Regions from separate parts of the Arachis hypogaea genome. Here region 2 is linked to region 1. Evidence: chromatin contacts called from public Hi-C data. All regions are on one chromosome and are shown on one strand. Each heading gives the region's core, a stretch centred on a gene start, on an enhancer-like site or on the middle of the called end of the contact. The rest is flanking DNA. Distances are from core to core; before and after follow the strand shown. Region 1 holds the start of LOC112797149 (transcription factor SCREAM2). Region 2 has its middle 8.9 kb from the start of LOC112797152.

Region 1 (4,789 bases), core at 1,197-3,696:
TTAAAGTCGATGGATTTTATCCATAGTATGGTCAAAGTTCTTGTCAAGCATATCTCCGTGCTTCCGGGAAGGACCATTGGAAGAGGTGGTGGAGTTTCTCCTAAGAAACACTATCTATGCTGTAAATTTAAGCGTTAATCATAAAAACGTTTTGAATGAAAAATTGACTAAATTTAAATTCGAATTATGTTAAAATTTATTATATATATATATAAATTAATTATAATTCTAATCTAAAGAAGTTATTTTTATTATTTTTTTGTTATTTACAGTATTTTTTAGTCCAATAAATAAAAAATTAATCTGACACGGATATAAACTTCATTTAAGAGTTTATCGTCGATCATTCTAATTCCTACGCTTTTTTTTTTGTCATGACTAATTCCTACGCTTATTTAAACAAACGACTAAACCGATTACTCAATTAACTGACATTGATTATGTTATCTTCATAATTGATGAATAACAAAATGATAAAAACTCAAAGCTGGCCTAATTCTAACTAAATAAAACAATTTAAATTTAAAATAATAACAAACTTATCATATATTAAAAAATGATGTTATGCATAGTGCATTACACAAATAAGAAACCCTAATTACGTATAAATTGAAAAATTAAACTTTACTATTTTCAAAATTTCAACAAGGAATTTAAATGATAGCAGCCACAATAATTTGGAGTAGCATAATGAAGGGTGAGTGGGAGGGTTGAGGGATGGTAGAAGCAGGCACGTGGATGAGTGTGAGGAAAATGAGAATTTTGTGGAGTTAACGCGGTTTTGAAGGGAATCTGGCACGTGACAGGGAAGCTAAGTTCCATGAAAGAAAGTGGCTATATTATAAAGAAAGAAAGATAGATAGATAGATAAAGCCATGGAAGCTCAAAGTGGTTCCATTCTATTGTTTATATGATTTAAATCCTTCCAAAACTACGAATCGATGCCTCAAACAAACCTCTTTTAGCTGTCAATCCATCCAAAACATTACCCTCACGGGACTTCCTTAGCTTCCTCTCTTTCTCTCTCTTCTATTTCACTTAAATACCCTTCTTCACATTCATCGTGATTGAGTTACAAAATGAACATTTCCTATATTATTTAGAATAACTATATAAGTACTAGGAATAATAAACATCTTTTCAAAAACTTAGACTGATTTTGGGGTTCACTAAGGATCGAATTTTCAACCTTTCAGATCTAGCATTCTAATATCATGTCATGATACCACTCATCCCAAAAACTTCAGCTGATGAAAAAATGTAACACTAATAGTTATATCTCTAATACTCTATAAACTTCCATTATCCACATTGTACAAATATTTCATTAATTCCTCGTACTTCTCCTTTTAATTTTAATCAATCATTGCTAAAATCAATTTATACAATTAATTAATGTTATGCACATTTTTAAATTTTAAACTATTGATAATTCGTTTTGTAACGGTTTAAAATTGCTGTAAAATCCTAAAAAATCGCCACTCATTCCTGCCTCTCTTGTACTGAAAAGAAATCTTGTTCGGGCTTTGGGAAAGTGTGAAATGATGAATGTAGGAACGGATTATGATTTATGAGGTAGATAAATGTTGTTTTCACGAATTATGAGTGCTTCTTAATTAAGATAGAACCAAACAAAAAACAATATTGTTATGAAAAAGTATAAGGAACCAAAAGTTTATCAGCAAAAAACTAAACAAAATTACATTAATTTATATTAATAATTAATTAATTTTAAATTTTTTAAATTTAAAATTTAAAAAAATTTAAATTGATTAAGTAAATCTAACTAAAACTTATAAAAACCTTCCTCTTTTCTCTCACATTGATCTATCCACCTCCAACAATTACAAATTCGAAAAATATATAAAAGAACATCCATTTAATATGAAAAAGAAACATTCTGATACTTAGTAGAAGAAACATTCATATATATTAACTCGTAAAAATTTTAAATTCATCCAAAAGTATTTGGCTGGGTTTTGGCTGATATGCTTTTGGTTCCTTAGCTTTCCTCTATTGTTATATATATAATAATAAAATAAAACAGTAATTTGATTTCACATTATTTCTTGTTATTAGTAAGATTTAGCAAGCTAGTTTAATGTGTGTAAGTAAGTGCGATGTCTTATCATTTTATATAAAACATAAAGGGTGGTTGAAATAGGACAATTATAATTCTTCATTCTTATCAAAACTATTTTAATTTATATTATATATATATATGATGAATTTTAGTATGTCTATGTCACGATGATTATGTAAGTATTGTTAAAATTAAAATTATATTTGTTGTATAACACTTTTCTTAGTAACATTTTTTAAAAAATGTTGTTTAACAATAAAAAATATTATTTTAATTTTAATAATACTTTTTAAAATATCAAAATTACCATAATTACCATGTATATAGAAGGAGGGGGGGGGGGGGGAATAATGAGGTCAATTTAGTAAATGACTAGTGAAATGAATAATTTTGTTGTGGGGATACTTGGGTAGTCGTCAAGGAAACAAACAAGAGATAACATATATAATTTTGTAACCTCAAACATTCTATATATATATATATATTAAAAAAAAACAAAAATAAAAACCTCAAAGCCACATATATATGGGAATTGATGAGTAAGGGTATATAGACAGAGACCCTGTAAGAAGTTATCAGAAGAACAAAAACCAAATACACAAAAATTATTGAAGTGAAAAGCAAAATAATAACAATAAAACTAAGAAGAAGAAGAAGAAGAAAGCATGGCTTCTAGTAGGGAGAGAAGAAGGGAGGCTCTTCAACAAAAGTTGAATCAACTCCGAGATGTTACAAATTCTAGTGGTGTATGTAATAATTGATTCTATATTATATATGTAGGTTTATGTTCATGATGAATTAATATAATATATATCAATCAAGCTCATCACTATTTTTACTCAATTGCAAAAGCTTCTTCATATTGAATAATAGTTTTTTTTTTTGGGGTTTATTTTGCAGGTGAACAAAGCTTCAATTATTGTGGACGCATCCAGATACATAGAGGAGTTGAAGCAAAAAGTGGAGGGACTGAATTCCGAGCTTGTAATCCCTGAAACATCTTCGTCAACCTCTCAAATTGATGATGAACTACCTATGGTGCCTATTTTTTCTGTATTTATTTCATTTGATTATTTTATAATATCTCTTTTATCTTTTTTCTGCAATTTTTTCATATACATGTGAAATCGTTCTCAAATATATCAAAAGTTTTTAATAATAGATAAAATACGAACAGAATATGATAGTTATTTCAACAAAGACATCTTCATATAATGATATTGTAAATTATTAAATGATTTGATATATTTGTCTAAAAATTATTTAACAGTTTATAACATTATCTTCACATAAAAATGTCTTTTTAAAAATAAACACAAAAAATAAGGACAAATTGCATGTTTAATATAATAATAAAATAAAATTGCAGGTGACTGTGGAAACCCTAGAAAAAGGTTTCCACATTAACGTGTATTCAGAGAAGAATTGCCCTGGTATGTTGGTCTCAATACTAAAAGCATTTGAAGAGCTTGGACTTGATGTTCTTGATGCTAGGGTTTCTTGTGAAGACACTTTCCAGCTTCAAGCAGTGGGTGGAGAAGTAAGCCAACATAATATTTTATTATTTGATTATTTTTTCTTCCTTTTGATATAGAATATACTAATTAATCCTATATAATTATTCATTAAGTGGTTTTGAAAAAGATCATTCATGACATAATATATACAATAATTTTTATAATTTAAATGTGTAGAATTTGATTTTTGGCGTGTCATTTTTTAGAATAAAATATAACTTCAATACAATACTTCTGTTATTTTGGATGAGTTCAGTTATAATTAAAATAAATAGTACTTATTGCTAATAATGGAAAAAAAGTATTAACTAAAAAATTAGTTCAACAACTCTTTCCTTAACTGGTTTACAACTTTTCATGATAAATAGGTGTCTGACCATGAAATATGAATACCCTTGTACTTGAACAATTCATACAATAACATATATTATTTAGGGCCTAAGAGTATTATTACATAGGAGTATTATTTCAGCATGTATATATTTTTAGCAGCAAATAGACAATTTCAGGTAATATAACTAAGCAGTACTCAAGTTTTTTGTTTTTATATATATTTTATTGTTCTTTTCTTATTTCCTAGTTGAGCCTAAGAATTCTCAAAAATGGACAAGAAATGATTCTGGCTTAATCTAAATCTCAATATAATAAAATATAGCTATTGGATCAAATAAATTAAATTAATGGAAATTACTTAATGTATTCTTCTTCAGGGATTGAGACTTTTCAAACAAATTATTTTTATATGGATATAAGATCGATCACGGTAAACATTGTTCAACATTTATTTGAGCAACATAACTATATATAGAAGCTTCTTTTCAAGGTGTACGAAATAATAGAGAGAATCGATAATATTATTGCTTAAAATTAATCATATTAACACAAAAAAAATGAAATTACTATATAAAACAAATGAAAAAAAATATAGAAGAAATGTAATATTGTGAATAATAAGAAATCAAGTTATTATAAATTCTTATAATTATTTACATATAACTATTACTTTTATATTATTAGAGATATAACTACTTATATATATCAGTCTATTAGTTTAAAATTAAAAAAAAGATATATATATATATATATATATATATATATATATATATATATATATATATATATATATATAATATCAGAATTTCTATAACTTAAAGATATAGACTTTGATCCTTGTTGACAAAAAAAAATC
Region 2 (4,151 bases), core at 1,019-3,518, 200 kb after region 1:
AAAATTTTTTTATAGTTGTTAATTTTTTACATTAATTCAAACCTATATTTTTCAATAACTTTTCAATTATTTATATATTTATAAATTTTTATTATTTTTTAAATTTATTTTTTAATTGTTACTAATATATTATAATACATTATAATTTATACCTATTAAATTATTAACATGTAAATTTTTTTAGTGTGTAATATACTAAAATTTATTTAATTTATAATTAATATATATATTAATTATATAATAATAATAATCTAATACTACTAATTTTTTTCTAAAAACTAATGAGGACCATGGCACTTAGGTTCCCCTTAAATTCGTCTTTGGACACTGTGAACCGTTAAATTGTTTAAATATATCAAATGATTTAATAGTCTATAATGTCATTTTATATGAAGACATCTTTACGACTATACATCAATTAATTATGTGTATAATATATACAAAATGTCTCTATAGTATACAAATATATATAAAAAAAAGACAACTACTTAAATAAAGATGGCAAAAATATCTTTTTATAAAGATATTTTATTTGAAAGTGTGATTTATTTATTTAGCCACACTTTAAACAAAAATAACACTTTTATAAATATCAAAATCTAACCATGTAATCCATCATCCAAGGTCAAAAGAGAATATTTTCACATGAAGACAATTATAAAGTTTTCATTGTAGTATCCACCAAAAAAAAAATTTACCCCAACCTCGTTAAACGACGTGCATATCAAAATCTACAGGCAGCAAAGAACTCTTGTCTCTTTAATTACTTTCATTCTTTTTGCCTTTCTAGGTTGTGTGTGTAAGAGTTATTGAACAAACTTAAGAGTTGTATTCTGTAATACGAGTTACACACACAGATATATATGAGCCATGCAGCACTATATACACACACACACACACACACTGTACTCTCATTAATTCTCGTCTCTTGTTTCTATCAACACTTCTATTCTCAATCAAGATACAAAAGGACACCACTCAAGTACCATGTTATTAATCATTCCATATCAACCTTACCTTAATTAATACCATGTCAAAATCATAATATAGTATCACATCAAATTTCCTCATAATCATCATCACATTAGGTCTCATATCAGTGCCGTGCAAATCCTCACAATAAATATCATAACAATCTACTCATGGTTATATAATACTCATTTTTCTTGTGGTGCAAGTCTAGTTTTATAAGATTAATTAATTAGATTCTATATTTTATAATTTTGAAGTTTGTCATTTTCTTAACTAATTTCCAGGTCAGGTTGTTTGTTATGAACACAAATATACTGCCATTACAGCTTCCAATTAGTGATATTCATTTTATTGAGTTGTATAATCCCCCAGTACTAATGATTATTACTAGGAATTTCTATATGAATTAAATTATTAGCTCTGTTGTATATATGACTTCCAATGACTTTTTTGAGAGAGATATAGCTCAGCATAAATGACGCAATTTTTGTGTAATGGTTAAAGAAAACGTGATTTCACATACATTTGACTCTTCAAAAAGGAGACACTCGAATCATAAACATATCAGTGCAAACTGCATAATATCTTTTTAGAAACTTCGGACCCTCTTCTAGTGATCTTTTTCAGACACATGCATGTAAGTCTAGCAAGAATTTGATCATTTTCATTGTTCGCATTAGTGCATTTTATTTAGTCAATCCTAGTGATCCTGCAATATATACATATATATAATGAGTCTCCAATGTAATTAAAGCAACAATAAATATACAAGGAAAATTTTTCAGCTTCTTCTTCCATCATCTCTCATTACACTCAAATTCATCAGCAGTCATTGTTGAGATTCTATTACCGCTGTGCTCTAAGAACCATTATAGTCTTAGTGATGAGTTGAGTAAAAAGTTTGGTTTAACATGGCAAGGTGTATCATTATAAATAGCTATGTTTTAAGAGTAATCAACATGAAGTTCCGAGAGTGAGATCGCAAGGTATAAAGAAAAAAGATTGTGTTTAATAAATTTCAAACCGAGGAAAGTTGTGTAGCAATTTTTTTCTTTTTGAAAATTATAAAAAATGATGGTCCAGGAACACGAGGCCTACAAGGTCATTCTGGGCCAGAAGAGCAGCGGCCTGTAATCCCTCCACTGTTGGGAGCAGGAAGTGATCGCTGCTCTGTTAAACCAGCCTCACGCATTGCCCTCCGTTCTAGAAGCCGAGGGGCCTAGGCCTTTGCCTAAACCACCGGGCCTAACTCTCAACTTGGAGTGGGCAGGCCAACAATTTGCCCTTGCAAGCCCAACCCAGCAAGCCAAGGCACCTGTTCCATCACCTTAATTGCCCCCACTTGGGTCACAAGCTGGCGTTACACAACTCGGCGAGCTAAGAGCTAAAATCAAAGGTATATAAAGACCATGCTTTTCTTTTATCTTCCCAATGTAAGACTATTGTGATATATCCAAATTCTTGTGAACGAAACAAATCTATAGAGAATGCACTATTAAAAGTTCTCGAAGAATGCCCTTAGATTCTTTGATATAAACCTTAGGATTCTCAATTCAAGGAAAACAATTTTTTGTCCTTGCAGACCCTGAAATTTATAACAGAATTCAACTTTAAAATACCAAACGTAACAGGCAATAGAGAGACAGATTGTAATATACATATTTCATAATTAATTGCAAGTATAATATTTACAGTACATCAAAAAGACAGACCAAAGAAAAAAATATAGAGGTTGAAACTATCTTCCTGACTAAGATAAGATTAGCATTTTCAATTTTCATTTTCATCCTAATATAAATGCTAATATTTATCACTTCTGAATGTCAGAAAACCAATAATAGAGGCTAGCTACAGCCCCTATAAATGCAAAATATTTACTCATGTTACTGATTATAAATTTAGCTTACCTAAAATATTGTTAAATGTAGTATAACTAACTATCTGTGCTTTCCAATGCAGAAACAAGTCCCCAAAGAATTGTAATAAAAGAGACAGTAGCTTGCTCCTCATTTTCCCTTCATTTCTTCAAAACCACCACCTTCAAATTCAAATTCAAGTAGACTGAACAAGAAAAAAAGGGATATTTTGCAATTAAGTTTCTAATAGAAGTTAATCAAATTGGTATGACCCTATAAAAATAAGTTTTTACTTTTTAAATCTTGTAAATTTACATGCCACTATATAGCAAACCATTAATGTGTTAAAGCAGAATTAACATAACAAATTAAAAAAGAAGACTCCAAAATACTGACTAAGTAAATATATAATTAATCAATTGTCAACCAAAAATTCATCAACCTGGTGCGATGTAACCATAAGAGCTTGCAATACGTTGTTCAATTTTACATCCCTATGAACAATGGGTAGCACAATACCATGATGCAAATAAGAAAGCCCCTCAGCAGCATCAATTGCAATCTTGTACCTTGTTGGCCAATCCAAGAAGCTTTTCTTGTTACTCTTCAACATATCGGTCAAGTTCCCATTCGGCATATATTCATAAACCAGGAGCCTGCTGTCACCACTGTGGCAGCAACATCACAACCTTACTATATTTCTGAGTTATTTTTCTAGTGTTTCAACTTCAACATCAAATTCATCTTGTTCAGAACCAACAATCCCAATTCCATTTCCATTCTTGGTTTCTCCCCATAATATCTTGACAGCCACGACATCACCACTGCTTAGAACAACCTTGTAGACCTTCCCAAATAATCCACTCCCTATCACATTGTCTTCACTCATCAATTTCACAATTTCAAACTCATCAAAGCTCAGCTTATGAAACGACCTCCACTTTGAAACATTTAAACTTTTCTTCTTCTTTCTGAAGTTCCTATATCTTAGGTAAAACACAACCACCCCAAGGATGAACAAGATTCCAACCCCTTGGGAATTGTTCTGTGATTTTAGTTTTATTGTTTTAGAGCACAAAATGTCTTCCTCTGATATATTGAAGAAGATGTTGATCTAAGTAAACTACTAAACTATATACAATACACTACTTTTTTGTATTATTGATTTATTGTTGATTTATTATATGATTTTAATTTTTCATTTTGTTTCTTTTCGACGTAGGATTTAAACAAATTGGAATTTACTATTACTACAATTACACGATAAAAGAAGGCTTGAGAATTATGCTTTACAATGTGATGAATTATGTTTTTTAGTTTTTG

What was found. A called contact is a pair of places that touch in the nucleus more often than the background predicts.
Region 2: a contact with region 1 is called in a Hi-C map of leaf, with 2.2 times the contacts expected there. The contact joins the enhancer-like site here to the promoter of LOC112797149 in region 1. A contact is called at or near these places in 3 of 8 Hi-C or Micro-C datasets (leaf and an unstated tissue).

The regions. Positions count from the first base shown.
Region 1 is chr4:106,752,025-106,756,813 of arahy.Tifrunner.gnm2.J5K5, forward strand. LOC112797149 (transcription factor SCREAM2) reads left to right here and starts at 2,447. Exons shown (of 4, transcript XM_025839954.3): 1 at 2,447-2,829; 2 at 2,984-3,121; 3 at 3,453-3,623. The coding sequence starts at 2,749.
Region 2 is chr4:106,949,658-106,953,808 of arahy.Tifrunner.gnm2.J5K5, forward strand. No RefSeq gene overlaps it. Among protein-coding and RNA genes, the nearest start is that of LOC112797152, 8.9 kb to the left of the region's middle. Within about 2 kb of position 2,269, at least 3 of the 3 cell types and tissues checked have open chromatin away from gene starts, as enhancers often do.